Regions from separate parts of the Muntiacus reevesi genome. Here region 1 is linked to region 2. The links are chromatin contacts, called in public Hi-C maps. All regions are on one chromosome and are shown on one strand. Each heading gives the region's core, a stretch centred on a gene start, on an enhancer-like site or on the middle of the called end of the contact. The rest is flanking DNA. Distances are from core to core; before and after follow the strand shown. Region 1 holds the start of UROD (uroporphyrinogen decarboxylase). Region 2 holds the start of TOE1 (target of EGR1, exonuclease).

What was found. A called contact is a pair of places that touch in the nucleus more often than the background predicts.
Region 1: a Hi-C map of muscle shows a contact between it and region 2, with 5 times the contacts expected there. The contact joins the promoter of UROD here to the promoter of TOE1 in region 2. A contact is called at or near these places in 2 of 3 Hi-C or Micro-C datasets (blood and muscle).

Annotation. Positions count from the first base shown.
Region 1 is chr1:159,790,691-159,797,983 of mMunRee1.1, forward strand. It overlaps UROD (uroporphyrinogen decarboxylase), which reads right to left and starts at 3,633. Exons shown (of 10, transcript XM_065929389.1): 1 at 3,501-3,633; 2 at 2,722-2,834; 3 at 2,521-2,600; 4 at 2,382-2,444; 5 at 1,966-2,163; 6 at 1,702-1,863; 7 at 1,197-1,334; 8 at 929-1,029; 9 at 780-846; 10 at 209-443. The coding sequence starts at 3,520. The coding sequence ends at 282. HECTD3 (HECT domain E3 ubiquitin protein ligase 3) reads left to right here and starts at 4,525. Exons shown (of 21, transcript XM_065914226.1): 1 at 4,525-6,075; 2 at 6,232-6,392; 3 at 6,624-6,716; 4 at 6,796-6,931; 5 at 7,176-7,291. The coding sequence starts at 5,707.
Region 2 is chr1:159,505,102-159,512,277 of mMunRee1.1, forward strand. It overlaps TOE1 (target of EGR1, exonuclease), which reads right to left and starts at 1,406. Exons shown (of 8, transcript XM_065914167.1): 1 at 1,207-1,406; 2 at 340-482; 3 at 211-251; 4 at 1-65. The coding sequence starts at 1,258. It overlaps MUTYH (mutY DNA glycosylase), which reads left to right and starts at 1,369. Exons shown (of 16, transcript XM_065914135.1): 1 at 1,369-1,507; 2 at 5,099-5,225; 3 at 5,722-5,900; 4 at 5,995-6,034; 5 at 6,154-6,227; 6 at 6,365-6,406; 7 at 6,489-6,560; 8 at 6,638-6,751; 9 at 6,837-6,934; 10 at 7,017-7,161. The coding sequence starts at 5,105.

The DNA.
Region 1 (7,293 bases), core at 2,383-4,882, 290 kb after region 2:
GCAACCCCATGTGGCTCTGGGGCTTGGAGATCTTAGAGCACGATGGTGTCAGGGCCCTGACATGAAGTCCGACAGTGCCTAGGCACTGATATCTGAGCTCTAATGACTTGTGGGAGAGGATGCAAGAAGCAGCCCAGGGAAGGAAGACGCTAAGAAGGAACAGAGGGTAAGGGCACAGATCTTTCACAAACAAAACCACATGCAAGACTTCAACTCTGGAACTTTTATTCTCCTGGAAACAATCATCTGTGTCAGTGGTACTTTAGGGAAAAGGGGCACGCTCAATTCTGTCGAAGCAGGCGAGAGTGTTTGTGCACAGCATCCACAAAGGCTCCCACATGTTCCGGGTCCATGTCAGGGTAAAGTCCATGGCCCAGGTTGGCAATGTAGCGCTGTGGCCCAAAGTCATTCAGCATCTGCTGCACCAGCTTCCCAATCTCCTCCTGGGGGGACCAACAGGGCACTGGGTGCCGGGGGGCCAGCACGCCTCTGCCCTCCATATACATAATAGTGACATATACCCGGAGGCACTCAGTATTACTCAGTCATTCAGAAAAAACTATCGGATGCCTAGTATGGACCAGGCACTAAGAAAAGCCAAATGAACAAAATCAATGAAAAGAAACTCCTGCCTTACTAGAGTCCATGTTGTGAATGGAGTAGAGGGAGGGATAAACCGATGATGAAAACACACACATAGTAATAAACACAACCATGTCCAGAACCATGAGAGTGCAGAGACAAAGTCACCGACACACACACAAGAGCCTGGTTGTTACCTCAGATGCATACAGGGCACAGGGGTCCAGGTTGCCCTGCAGGGTCACCGTCTTTCCCACGAGTTCCCTGGAAGCAGAGTCAGTGCCCTGTTCTGGTGACTGCACATATGGCAGCTGTTCCCTGCTCCACCTCACCTTCCATCACTCACCGGGCTTTCTCGGGGGCCACTGTCCAGTCAAGCCCAACCACCTCATAGCCAGCCTGGGCCAGCTCCTCCAGGGCAAAATGTCCATCCTTAGCAAAGATGATCTGGGGGAAAGGGCAAATCTCAGGCTGCAGAGAGCTTTGCTCTGCTGGCTATTAATAATATACCTTAGTCACACTTCTGCTGCCCTCTAGTGGTCACTTAGTTCCATGCAGGACTTAACCTGATAGGTCCATGAGCCCACCTTCACTCAGCTCATCCCCATCCTTACCATGGGCACCGGTGCCAGGCCTGCCTCCTGCAGCCCGGCCTTCACTCGCTTGGACACGTCACGGATGTAGGGCAGTGCAAACTTACTGAAGAGTTGCGGGCCAAGATGCCCTGCATGGGACTCAAAGAGCTGCAATGCCTACAATTACGGGGTGGGGACAATAAATGAAATACATAACATACAAAGAGGAATTATCTGGCCCCACATGTAGAATGTGCCTCAATTTTCCCCAAGTGACTTCATCCCTGAGATTGCCGAAACCTATAAATCCAGTTCCAGTCAAAGAGTTTTGCCTTCTCCAGATCCCAGTGCTAGCTTTCATCTTTGAACAGAGTACTAACCCCCCTGCCAGTGTCTGGGCTTAGCTGCTCCAGCCAGATTATTGCAGGTCAAGCCTCTTTTGTGCCTGGCATTAAGATACCTAGCTTCTCAGGTATAAGGAACTGTATTGTTTCTGGTCCTTAAAAATTAAGCCCAGGCTATTTGTCTCTCCCTCAGGTCTTACCTGGGCACCAGCAGCCACTTGTCCTACCAGATAAGGGACAAGAGCATCAGTGAGGATGCGAAGCAGCTGGTGACTGGCTTGTGGTCTCTGGTAAAGCCAGCGCTTGGCCTGAGACATGGTGCTTGAGCCGCCACCCTCAACCATGTATGTCATCAGAGTCCACTGCAAAAGGCAAAAGCCAGACTGACACTTCTTCCCTTGTCTTCACCCAGACCTGCCAAAGTAATTTCTCCTAGCCCAAGTCCCTGCCCTGGGCCATATTACCGGGGCACCAGCAAAGCCAATCAGTGGCACACGCCCAGCCAGCTGCTGTCGAGTGAGAGTGATGGCCTGGAACACATAGCCCAGCTCAGAGGCCACTGCTGCTGGATCCCGGAGGCGCTCTAAGTCCCGCTCTTCTCTTAATGGTTCTGGGAAGCTGGGCCCTTTGCCAGGTACCATGGTCACCTCCATGCCCAGTGCCTGGCAGGGGAGAAAACATCTGGGTTCCCAACCTGTAACTCCTGGAGAACGAGATCTGTTCAACCCATGCCAGGAAGGAGGAAAAGGAGAATGAAACTCGGCCAAGCTCCGTCTCCTCCAGCCTGTTTTTCCCTCTGTCCCATAAGGATAAGTGCTTTTCTTGAGTCTTGACTGTCCTTTCTGTTTTACACGTTTGTGAGTCAGATCTGAGCAGGTACCTGGGGTACAACAAGGATGTCGGAGAAGATGATGGCAGCATCCAGAGGGAATCGACGCAGTGGCTATAGGGAACAGAAGACAGATTGCTAGGTGGCCTGCGGAGGGCCTAAATCCCTCCTCTTTTGTTTGACCCCTCACCTGCAGGGTAAGTTCACAGCAGGCTTCTGGGGAGCGACAGGTGCTGAAAAAGTCCTGGGCAGCCCGAGTTTCCCTAAACTCTGCAGACAGAAAAGGTAAGGCAGGGCTCAGCCTTGAGGAACCTCCAAGAGCCCTTCTCTGCCCCTCAAAAACTTTTCCCTCTCCAGAATTTTACCTAGACTCCGAGGCCCTGACCCTGACCTGGTAAGTAGCGTCCTGCCTGCCGCATGCACCAAACAGGAGTGTAGTCTGTTTCTTCTCCCCAGGCTGCTCGAAGGAAGGTGTCATTCTTAAGCTCCGGGAAACCCTGAGGTCTGGGGATCAGGAGGAGGGAAGGGTAGATCTCAGTGAACTAGGCTGGGGGTTGGGCAGGGCTCGGGTTCTAAAGGCGGATACGGTCCATCCAGCACGGCTATCTGCCTTCTCCAGACCAGCTACCAAGCTGCGCCTCCCCGCCGATTTCGCCCTCTGCCTATCAGGTGGTGTACAGGACTAGAAAGGCCGGTGCTGGGGCCTTTACCCTACGCATAGTCCCAGTTTCCCCAGGCTCAAAGCCACTGGAAGGACTGGGAGAGTGGGGTTGAGGGAACGAAAAGTCACTTAGGAGAATTGGGGGGGGGGGGGGGGAAGGGGTGTCTCTGGAACAAGGGTACCAGTGAGCTAGTTCCGGGGCTGGAAGGTTTTGGGGCTGAAAAATCTCCAGGCGGGGGGATAGTCATGGGGGAATCAGAGATGAAAGTCCGAAATACGGATCTTAGTTGAGGATTAGAAAGTCCAGGGGGCGTCTCCTAAATTAAGGTCTGGGGTACGCAGTCCAGCTAGGTAGTCCCTGGGATGAATATTTTAGGAATCCATGGTTGGAGGATTTGGAATCCCAGCGACTTGGGTTCTCCGGGTTGGGGAAGAAGCAGATTCCTAGGCTGAAAGATTCAGGTCAGAAGCCCCTATGGCCACACTGCGTGGTGGCCCAGAGAACTCACCTAGACTCTTTCGCCTCCATGATAAGCTGTCCGTAAACGCGAGCACAGTCCCGGTTATAGACTGAATCTGAGCCTGCCCTTTGCCCAGGCTCCGCCCCTTCCAGCGATAAGCCAGGGCAGTCGCCATGTTGAAGGTCACATGATCAGACTCCCGCTACCGCTCCTGGGCTGCCCCAGCTGCTGCCGGTAGGACCCCACCCCTAGTCTCTTCACCGTAAAGTCCGCTGTAGCGACGCAGCAACAAACACACATTCACCGCCCCCCCACCCCCACCCCCGCCCCAACTTCCCCAAAGAACTTTGTTGTAAATACACTTCGGATGGTGTGAAAAGTTTGCTCTTCTCTGCCTTTCTGGGAACCCCAGAAAACTCGGCCCAAGGCTCACTTTTCACTCCCATTCTCCACGATTCTAATAATTTTATGCTGGGCCCAACCAGCCACAACTGTGGTAGCACAAAGTTGTACAGGAAACTGAAATAATATTTATATTACCTAGAAAGAGGCGGGCACTATAGTAGGTGCAGAGGTTACAGTGGTGAACGAGGCATTTTCTTTCTTTACAGAGCTACAGACTGATGAGGAAACACAGAAATCAGCTATCACAATGGTAAATGTTTTAAAGGGGAAAAGCTAGACGCAAACAGCAAGGACTCCATTTAATTGGGGAAAGCAATGGGGTACTCCAAGCAAAGGGAACAACATATGCAAAGAGAAAATGCCAAAGAGCAATTGGCTTAATGGAAAATGGAATATCAAGCTAGTGGATTTAAATAGTCTGGAACTATCCACAGAGTTCAGCTCATGCAGGCCTTTGTTAAGTGCACATATTCACTTTATCTTGTAGTAGTGTGACAGCATACAAAGCGCTTGGAGAGACCAGCACAGAGGCACTGTGTTCCAAATTTACTAAGGAGAAAAAAATGGAAAACTCTCAAAATTACATGGGATTATTTATTTATTGATACCTTTATTTGATAACTATATCAAAACAAAGTTTCCACCCAAGTGTCCATCAACAAATGAATGGATAAACAAAATGTAGTGTCTTTATACAATGGAACATTATTCAGCCATAAAAATAAAGTTCTGATACATGCAACAACATTGCTGTAACATTAGGCTGAGTGAAATAAGACAGACACAAAATGACAAATACTGTATTGTTCCACTTATGAAATAATCTAGAATAGGCCAATTCTTAGAGGCAGAAAGTAGATTAGAGCTTTAGTAGATTAGTCCCCAGGAACTAGGGAGTGGGGACAATGAGGAGTTATTGCTTAAGATTAGAGTTTCCTGTTTGGGGTGATGAAAAAGTTTTGGAAATAGATAACTGTACACTTAAAAAAACGGTCAAGATTGCAAATTTTGTTATATGTGTTTTTTACTATTAAAAATTAATGTTATATATTAAAAACTGATTTGTACACTTGAAATTTGTACACTTCATATGGTATGAGTTACATCTCAGTAAACTTTTCAATAAACAAGGGTGGGGGAGGGACTAAGTTTCCTTTTCCTCCGTGATTGTACATCACTAACAACTTCTGTACATGGTTGGTTTGTTTGTTGTTTGTTTGTTTTTGCCTCCTCTCTTCCCACGTTGGCCTTTCCTATCATTTGGTTTAGAATTACTGGGAGAAACTGGATAATGATCACCAGTGTCCTGCGGTTAGGAGTAACCACCAGGAACAAGTCTAAATGGCTCAATAGTTCCGTCAGCAACCAGGCTGGGGAGGGATTATTTTCCCAAACATTTTAGTCACACTGCTTCTAGGATGGGAAGCCTGACAAGATAGCTAATAGATTCTTAAAGATTCAGCTGGTTGTAGTGAGACTCACTGGGAGCAAGGAAGTTCCAGAAGGTCGAAGGAGTAGCGTTTTGGGCTCGATAGGATGGATGGTGGCTTAAAGGAGAGTAGTAGCAATGGGGGAAAGTGGTAGTAGCAATGGGAATGGAGTGGGGAGATTGATCAGAAACTTCGGAACTTGGGTCTGGCTGACTGAGTGGAAGACACAGAACTAGATAACAGAATTAAATATCCAAGTACACAGGCCAATACGGCGGCAATATGAGGTGCGCGTAGTCCAGAACTTACGGCGAAGGCTGGTCGAGGGCGGGGCTGAAGGTGGTGGGAAGCTCTTTCTGCTGGTTCGGCCGAAGCTCCTCTGCCCGGATCGCCCGCCGGCTTCCCTGGGCCACATCGCCATGGCTGGCCCGGGCCCGGGCGCGGCGCTAGAGTCCCCGCGGCAGCTGCTGGGCCGTGTGCGCTTTCTGGCGGAGGCAGCGAAGAGCCTCCGTGCCGGGCGGCCGCTGCCGGCGGCGCTAGCCTTCGTGCCACGCGAGGTGCTCTACAAGCTTTACAAGGACCCGGCGGGACCGTCGCGCGTGCTGCTGCCAGTGTGGGAGGCGGAAGGCCTGGGGCTGCGTGTGGGAGCCACGGGCCCGGCCCCCGGTACCGGCTCCGGGCCCCTCCGCGCCGCCCGCGACAGCATTGAGCTGCGGCGCGGTGCCTGCGTGCGCACCACAGGCGAAGAGCTGTGCAACGGCCACGGGCTCTGGGTGAAGTTGACCAAGGTGCAAAAGACCTCGGGAGCAGGGAAGCCCCTGGGTGGTCCCCTTCCCTCGCCCATATCGAGCTGATTTAGCGTCCGGTGCCCTTCGCCCTGGGCTGGGCAGGGCGGGCCGCTGACAGTTCCCTGACGGCTGTCCTCGTCTGGCGCGTCCCGGCAGGAGCAGCTGACGGAACACCTGGGCGACTGCGGGCTGGACGAAGGCTGGCTCCTGGTGTGCCGCCCGGCCGAGGGCGGGGCCCGCCTGGTACCCATCGACACTCCAGACCACCTCCAGCGGCAGCAGCAGCTCTTCGGAGTGGACTACCGCCCGGTGCTCAGGTCCTGCGCTGGGAGGAGTGGGGCTTGCTGGCCGATTGCCAGGCCCTAGACTGGCACAGCCCGGGCGGTGTGATCTGATAGGATTGACAACAAAGGGGGCGGGACCTAAAGGGAGCTGGGGTGCGGCTTCTGGAGGCACGGTTTAGAGGAGCCAGAGCGCTGGAGAAGGCTCCAGGGTCTTCTGCCGCCTGCTGAGGTCTCCATATCCCGTGCCCCATTCTGTGCGCACAGATGGGAACAGGTGGTGGACTTGACATACTCGCATCGCCTGGGATCAAGGCCTCAGCCGGCCGAGGCATACGCTGAAGCTGTACAAAGGCTACTGTGAGTTACCTGGGATGGGCTGGGGAGGAAGGAGCTCCAGGTCTGGGCCCGACCTAATTAGGGACTTGGGGTCGCTTAGCTATGTGCCCCCGACGTGGACCTACGAGTGCGACGAGGACCTGATCCACTTCTTGTACGACCACCTGGGCAAGGAGGATGAGAACCTGGGTAGCGTGAAGCAGTATGTGGAGAGCATAGACGTTTCCTCCTACACGGTGGGTGCTGGGACTCCTCCCACCCCAAGCAAGATGTAGTAACATCCTGCTAGATTCAGAACTCTTACCTCTAAGCCACAGCCAAACCTGAATCCCCACAGGCCAGACTCAGTCCACCCCCTCCATCTTGGAAGTCCTATTGGAATCCCTCCACACCTCCACCCTTACCTGATGGACTTCCAGCTCAGCTCCACTGTGCTGTCTCTCGTGCTCCCTGGCCTATCCACCTCTCTACCCTCCCCAGGAGGAGTTCAATGTGTCCTGCCTGACAGACAGCAACGCAGACACCTACTGGGAGAGCGATGGGTCCCAGTGCCAGCACTGGGTACGGCTGACCATGAAAAAGGGCACCATTGTCAAGT
Region 2 (7,176 bases), core at 156-2,655:
CCAGGGAGAGGATGGAACGGGTCCTGGCAGCATGACACACGGCCTTGTAACGTTCCTCGATGCACCTTGGGGTTGGGTTTGGGGGTGGCTGTGGCTGGGAGTTAGCTTCATGAAAGACCCAAACCACCCAAGGCTGTGACCTCCACTCCAGGGTTGAGGTCTGCCCTTCTTGGCAAGGCTAGGACTAAAGAGATCAGGGCTTATACTTACTGGTTCAGCAAACACTTCCTGTCCCCAAGCCCACTCAGTTCCTGTGGATCAGTAAAGGGAGAGCTGTGTTAGGTTCTGCAGTACCAGCCCTTTCACCACCACCTGCTCTCCCAGTTCCCCAGCTCTAACCGTGTCCACAGCCACAAAGTTAGCCGTCTTTATAGCCAGGAGGAGGGATGGCCACATCTCCTTGAAGTTGTCACTTTGCACATCCACCACGGGAACCTGGACTACTAGCTCCTCCCCAGATTTTGTGCTTTGGCTGACACCATCTGGAGATAAGAAGGGTGATGGACATTAACACTCAGGAAAGAGCCCAAGGGAACAGACACCAAGCTAGGCCATGGCTGGGGGTAGGGGCAGCTTTCCCGTCAAGCGTTATATTGCATATGCTTTATAAACAGGATTGGAGTGAACAATGCCCTGAATTTGGGGAGAGAAAGCTTGGGTCTTCCAGTGGCCGATGTAAAATTCTGGGAAAAATTTTCCCCTTAGCATCAAAACCTGTAAAAGAGGAAGGCTGAACTAGACAATCTGTTGAGGTTCCTTTTCCCCATATCCTGCAGGAAATATTTTGTAAGGCTTGAGGTCTTCAGGCCCTTTAAAATCCCACAACGCTCTGTAACCGTTCCCATGGTTCCTCATAGCCACAAGTGGCAGTAGCCAGTACGCGCCAGAGCCTAATAAATAACGCCCCAATCCGTCCTACTTCCTGTGGACCACAACTCCCAACCTCCCCCAATTAACAGAGCTATAAACCCCAGACTACATCTCCCGACATGCCCCCACGAGTCCTAACTATCCTGCCAACACTCCAGGCTTTTGGAGGCGGAACCGCGGTGCACACCGGGACATGTAGTCTCCTCGTGGCTGATTCAAAAGGAAGGCGCTAGTCCTCTGAAACTTGAGGCCTGCTTCTTAGAACTACGAGTCCGTGGGCCTCCGCTACCGCGGAGCGCACAGGCTTTGAAAACGGCCCCTGGGAAAGCCACTCACCGTCTGAGACCGCGGGAGCTGAGGCTGCGCCATCGTCACTGTCGGCGGCCATGACACCGCGGGTCCCTCGCCAGTATAGTCACTGGGCACGGGGGACTTCCGCTTCGTCTCCTCTCTCGGTTCCTGCAGTCGGGGATGGGGCGGGGTCTCACGCCAAGAATCGCCGAACGTTAGGACTTCCTTTAAGGTCGCCTGGGTCTGGCGCGGAGGAGGCAGCCTGGCGCGCGCTGGAAGCGTATTGGCCGGCGTGGTTCGGCTCGCCGCCAAAATTGGCCGGGGCCACGCCCCCTGGAGTTCGTCGGTGAGCTTGGCGCGGGAAATCACGCGGGAGGTAATTCCTTCTTCCCGTGCGACCCGGCGGGAACGCAGGCTTTCGCGTTACGCTGTCTTCATCGACTCTGCCCAGGGGTGGGGGTTGGGGGTTTTATGTCTGTAGAGGATGAGATGATACCTGAGCTAAGCTTAAAGCAAGCGTATAAGTTATGCAGACTAAAGAGTGTGGGGGAAAAAAGATTTGGGAAAAGGCAAGCTCCTAGGGAGGGTGGAGAGCTCATTGCATTCCAGCAAGTGAAAGGAGCGGGGAGCGGGCAGGAGATGAGGCTGAGGAGGGTGAAAGGGACACTTTTGAAACAATAGACGCGCGTGATGACGACTAGAATTAGGCTCCAGCAGTGACAGCGTGTAAGCAGTTAGGAGTTATAGTTACTCCTGAGAGGTTTTGGATTTGATTTTCTGCTACTGAGAGTTGCCCCTACCGTGGACCAGAACTTTCCCAAGAGCTCTAGTTTCCACCAAGGACTCTGAACCTTTTCTCTCTCTGATTATTTGCTGTTTCCAGTTCATCCTTTCTCTCTATTGAATCTTTTCATCATCATTCTGAATTGTTTGGATTTCTCCCATTCTGGAAAGAAGGGGTACTTTTTATGCAGTTTGCCTGGCACTGTGCTCTGCACAACAGTGTCAACAAAAGACACCCAAGTTTCTTTTCATGGAATTTTACAGTTAAGTGAGGAAAGCAGACACTGATCTGCTCACAAATAAACATGAAATTATGATTGGTATAAGAGCAACAATGGAGAAGTACAGAAGTGGGTAAGACTGGAGGGATCTGATTTGAACATTTAAGTCAAGACCTGAAGAGTGAATAAACCTTAGGTAAAACAGAAGAGCTGTCCAAGCAGAGGAAATGAACTAGGTGAGGCCTCAAGGTGGACAGACACTTTGGGAATTTGCAACTATTTCAGGCAAACATGGCTGGAGCACAGTGGGTGAGGGGATGAGGCAGGTTGAGCTGTTTGTATCCTACAAAGATACATTAAGAGGATTGGCTCCTGAGAGCAATGGGTGTGACAGCCAAAGTCCTCTGGTGGCCTACAAGGTACTTTGTAATCCTATTCCCCCCACCTTGTTTGAAATGGCAGCAAACTCCAGTATTCTTGCCTAGAGAAGCTCATGGATAGAAGAGCCTGGAGGGCTACAGTCACAAAGTCGGAAACGACTGAGTGACTTTCACTTTCCCTTTCTTTACCTCTTTGACCTCACCTGCTGCTCACCCCTTCCTTATTCAGTTTCTAACCACACTGACTTCCTCATTCTACAAACACACCAGGTACCCTGCTTAGGGCCTTTGCACTAGCTTCTCAGGATGCCTTTCCCACAGGTAGTCATCCATATGGGTAACTCCTTTAACTGCTTAAAGTCATTGGTCAAACATTGCTCTAACAAGGCCCACCTTGACCATGTTCTTTTAACATTGCAACATTCCACCACCCTCACTTACTTCTTATCCCCTTTACAAGTCTACTTTGACTGTTTATGCTAGTTTTTATCACCTAACATCCTATATAATTGGCTGATTTTGTACATTGTTTTTTGTCAATCCCATAAACTCTGTGAAGGCCCAAACCTTTGATATTTTATTTATTGAAGTATTCCAAGTACCTAAAACTGCTTGGCACATAGTAGGCACTCCATTAGTAATTATGGAAATCAGTGAGTTTGGCTAAGAAAGTTTTGCTAGGAAGCGTGTGTGTCTTATGGATGGAATTGGAAGAGGAGGAGAAAACATTCCTCCATATGATTGGATAAGGGAGAAGGAAAATGCAGATGGAGGGAAGTTTATGCATTGGTTCTTTTTTCTGAAGGCGGAAGCAAGTTCTTTTGATGAAAATGAGGTGTGAAGCCTAGCTAGAACATGGAAGCAGCCTAGATGTCCATCAACAGATAAATGGATAAAGAAGTTGTGGTATATATACACAATGGAATATTACTCAGCCATAAAAAGGAACACGTTTGAGTCAGTTCTAATGAGATGGATGAACCTAGAACCTATTATACAGAGTGAAGTGAGTCAGAAAGAGAAAGATAAATACTGTATTCTAACACATATATACAAAATCTAGAAAAATGGTACTGAAGAATTTATTTACAGAGCAACAGTGGAGAATCAGACATAGAGAATAGACTTATAGACATGGGGAGAGGGGAGGAGAGGGTGAGATGTATGGAAAGAGTAACATGGAAACTTATATTACCATATGTAAAATAGATAGCCAGCAGGAATTTGCTGTTTGGCTCAGGAAACTCAAACAGGGGCTCTGTATCAACCTAGAGGGGTGGGACGGGAAGGGAGTTTCAAAAGGGGGGGATATATGTATACCTATGGCTGATTCATGTTGAGGTTTGACAGAGAACAGCAAAATTCTGTAAAGTAATTATCTTTCAGTTAAAAAAAAAAAGAAAATGAGGTGTGAAGCAAAAGTTTGAGGAGAGAGTTTGAACCAGAGTTTCAGCAGAGACTGCAGTATAGCCAGGTATAGCTCTGTAGACAGACCTTTGGAGTTTGAATCAAAAAGTTGCTTAATTATAAGCCTCAACTTCCTTATAACTGAAATGAAGGTAATCCTAGAACATACCTCATGAGATTGTTAAGTGACTGAGTAAGAAATCTGGTAAAGCATTTACATTGGGTCTGGTATGTATAACACTCACTAACTTAGCTGTTAGATAAAAGGTAAAATCAGCAGCCAGAACAGTTAGGGCGCAGTGAAGATCAACCAGATGTTTTCTCATTACTAGTGGATAGGCAGCTGTGATTTACTAAATCAGGAGAAGATTAGAAATAAAAATAGCTCATTTCCCCCTCTTCCCAACTTGCCATCTGCTTTCAGGCAAATCTTTTACCCTCTCTGATCCTTAGTTTCTCTGTTTTTTTTCCCTTTGCCTTTTATTTTTAAAATCATCACTGAGGTTTCTCCTTTGTATAGGATGAAGGTTTAGACTTGATGATTACTCAAGCTGTTTCACAGATAGCCAGTCCAGGTTTGATGCATGAGACAAGTGCTCAGGGCTGGTGCACTGAGATGACCCAGAGGGATGGGATGGAGAGGGAGGTGGGGGGGGTTCAGGATGGGGAGCACAGGATGGGGAATCAAGCCATGGCTGATTCATGTCAGTGTATGGCAAAAACCACTACAATATTGTAAAGTAATAAGCCTCCAATTAAAAAAAAAAAAAAAGGCTGTTTCAATGTAAATGTGCTACATCCCTAAGGAGATTAACCTCTTACACCTGAGCTCCCAGCGATACGCAGATGCTCCTGCACAGGAGGCTTTAGTCTTTGACTCAGCCCAGCTCTGGCCTCTTATTTATGTCTCCAGGTGTATACTAATGCTGGTCCCACTAAGGCCACTTGCAGAAGTTCAGCCCTACTGGTCATACCTCAGTACCACAGCCAGCCAAGAGTAAGCCTGTGAGCATCTGGGGAGTGCTTGAGAAAAGCTAGACACTTTACATGAATGGTGTGGGGAGGGAGGTAGCTTTACCCTCTACAGGACCCTAAGATTCAGCCTCATGGTGACTGACACACTTTGGCTGGGCCATTCTGTTCTAGCTGATCATGAAGAAGCCACGAGCAGCTGTGGGGAATCGAAGTGGTCGCAGGAAGCAGGCATCCAGCCAGGAGGGAAAGAAGAAACGTGCCTTCAGCAGCAGCCAGTCCAAGCTGTCTGCCCCCAGTGGTGAGGATCTGGGTCCTAATCAGACTCAGGGGCTGGTTTAATTGGCTGTGAAAGGGGGCAAATTCAGACTGGGAAGAGAGCATGGTATGTATCAAGTCATTAAGGGACTAATTAAGGATCTAATTCTGACTTTGCTCTGTGACTTTGGGATAATTGCTCTGAATAGATGCTTTTTATCAGTGACATGGAGCAGTAGTCTGTGCATTTTCTTCCTCACTTGGTTTTCATGGGATCCAATGAATTTATCAACCCGAAAGTGTTCTGTGAATGGGAAGCCCTCCACAGGTGTATATTATGTTTGGCAGAAACTTGGGTTTTCATTATGATCCAGAGACAAAGGAGCCAGGGGTACCACCCTGGGGAAATAAAGGCTAGAAACTTGACTTAGGCTACAAAACCCTAGGGCCTCCTGGTCTGAGCTCAAGCAAGGGGTTGGGGTGGGGGGAGCCTTAAGTGGACAGCCTGAAACCAGGCCTCTGGTGCACATCCTGTGCAGGGACGGTCCCTGAGTTTTCTGAGACCCCAGCAGGGCTGGCAAGGCAGCAGAAGGCGTTATTGCAGGCCTCTGTCTCCCCGTACCATCTATTCAGAGATGTGGCCGAGGTCACAGCCTTCCAGGAGAGCTTGCTGGACTGGTATGACCGAAAGAAGCGGGACCTACCCTGGAGAAGGCTGGTAGGAGGACAATGGATGTGGGGGGGTGGGGGAAATAGGAGGCTGGTGCCCAGTCCCCTCCACACTAACTGCCCATCTGGGTTTGCATTGGCAGGTGGAGGGTGAGGTGGACCTAGACAGGCGGGCATACGCTGGTGAGTACATCTCCTTGGAACAGGGCTGCTTTGCCTAGACCACCTCGTTTAGGGTCTGGGAGCTGTGGGCTAAGACTCGGGTGGTCAGCAGTGTCCTCATGCCGGCCCCTCTTCCCCAGTGTGGGTCTCAGAGGTCATGCTGCAGCAGACCCAGGTTGCCACGGTGATCAACTATTATACTCGATGGATGCAGGTGACTTCCAGGAACAAGGGGAAGGGTCAATCATGGTCCAGACCCCAGATGACTCCTTGGGGGTGGGGATAAAATAAGGCCTCCTCCGCTTCTTTCACCTTTGGCCTCATTTCTTTTTGTCTGCCTTCGGGCTGTAGAAGTGGCCAACGCTGCAGGACCTGGCCAGTGCTTCCCTGGAGGTGAGAACCACCCTAGGGTAGGGGGAATGGGGCCTACTGAGGACCGATCCCTGACCCCTCTGACCTCTGATCCCACGCACAGGAAGTTAACCAACTCTGGGCTGGCCTGGGTTATTACTCTCGAGGCCGGTGGCTACAGGAAGGAGCCCGGAAGGTAAGGGGTTGATGAGGGGTCTGGGAGCCCCAGGACCTTGAGTGTCTCGTAACCATGAACCTTCCCATTCCAATCAGGTGGTAGAGGAGCTAGGGGGCCACATGCCACGTACAGCAGAGACCCTGCAGCGGTTCCTACCTGGGGTAGGGCGGTACACAGCCGGAGCTATTGCTTCCATAGCCTTTGGCCAGGTGAGCCCATCACCCACCCCGATATTGGGCATGCCCCCCTACCTTCCTCCCAGACCAGGCTGACTCCCGGACTCCTCTGTGCCAGGCCGCCGGAGTGGTGGATGGGAACGTCATACGGGTGCTGTGCCGTGTCCGAGCCATAGGTGCTGAACCCAGCAGCAGTCTTGTCTCCCAGCACCTCTGGTAGGATACTGGGGTAAAGAGGAAGATTAGAAAAGGTGTCTCCAAAGGGTCTTTGGCTCAGAGCAATGGTCCCTTCTTGCAGGAGCCTAGCCCAGCAGCTGGTGGACCCAGCCCGGCCAGGGGACTTTAACCAAGCAGCCATGGAGTTGGGGGCCATAGTGTGCACCCCGCAGCACCCACTCTGCAGCCACTGTCCTGTGCAGAGCCTGTGCCGGGCACGCCAGAGGGTGAGCCACCCAAGG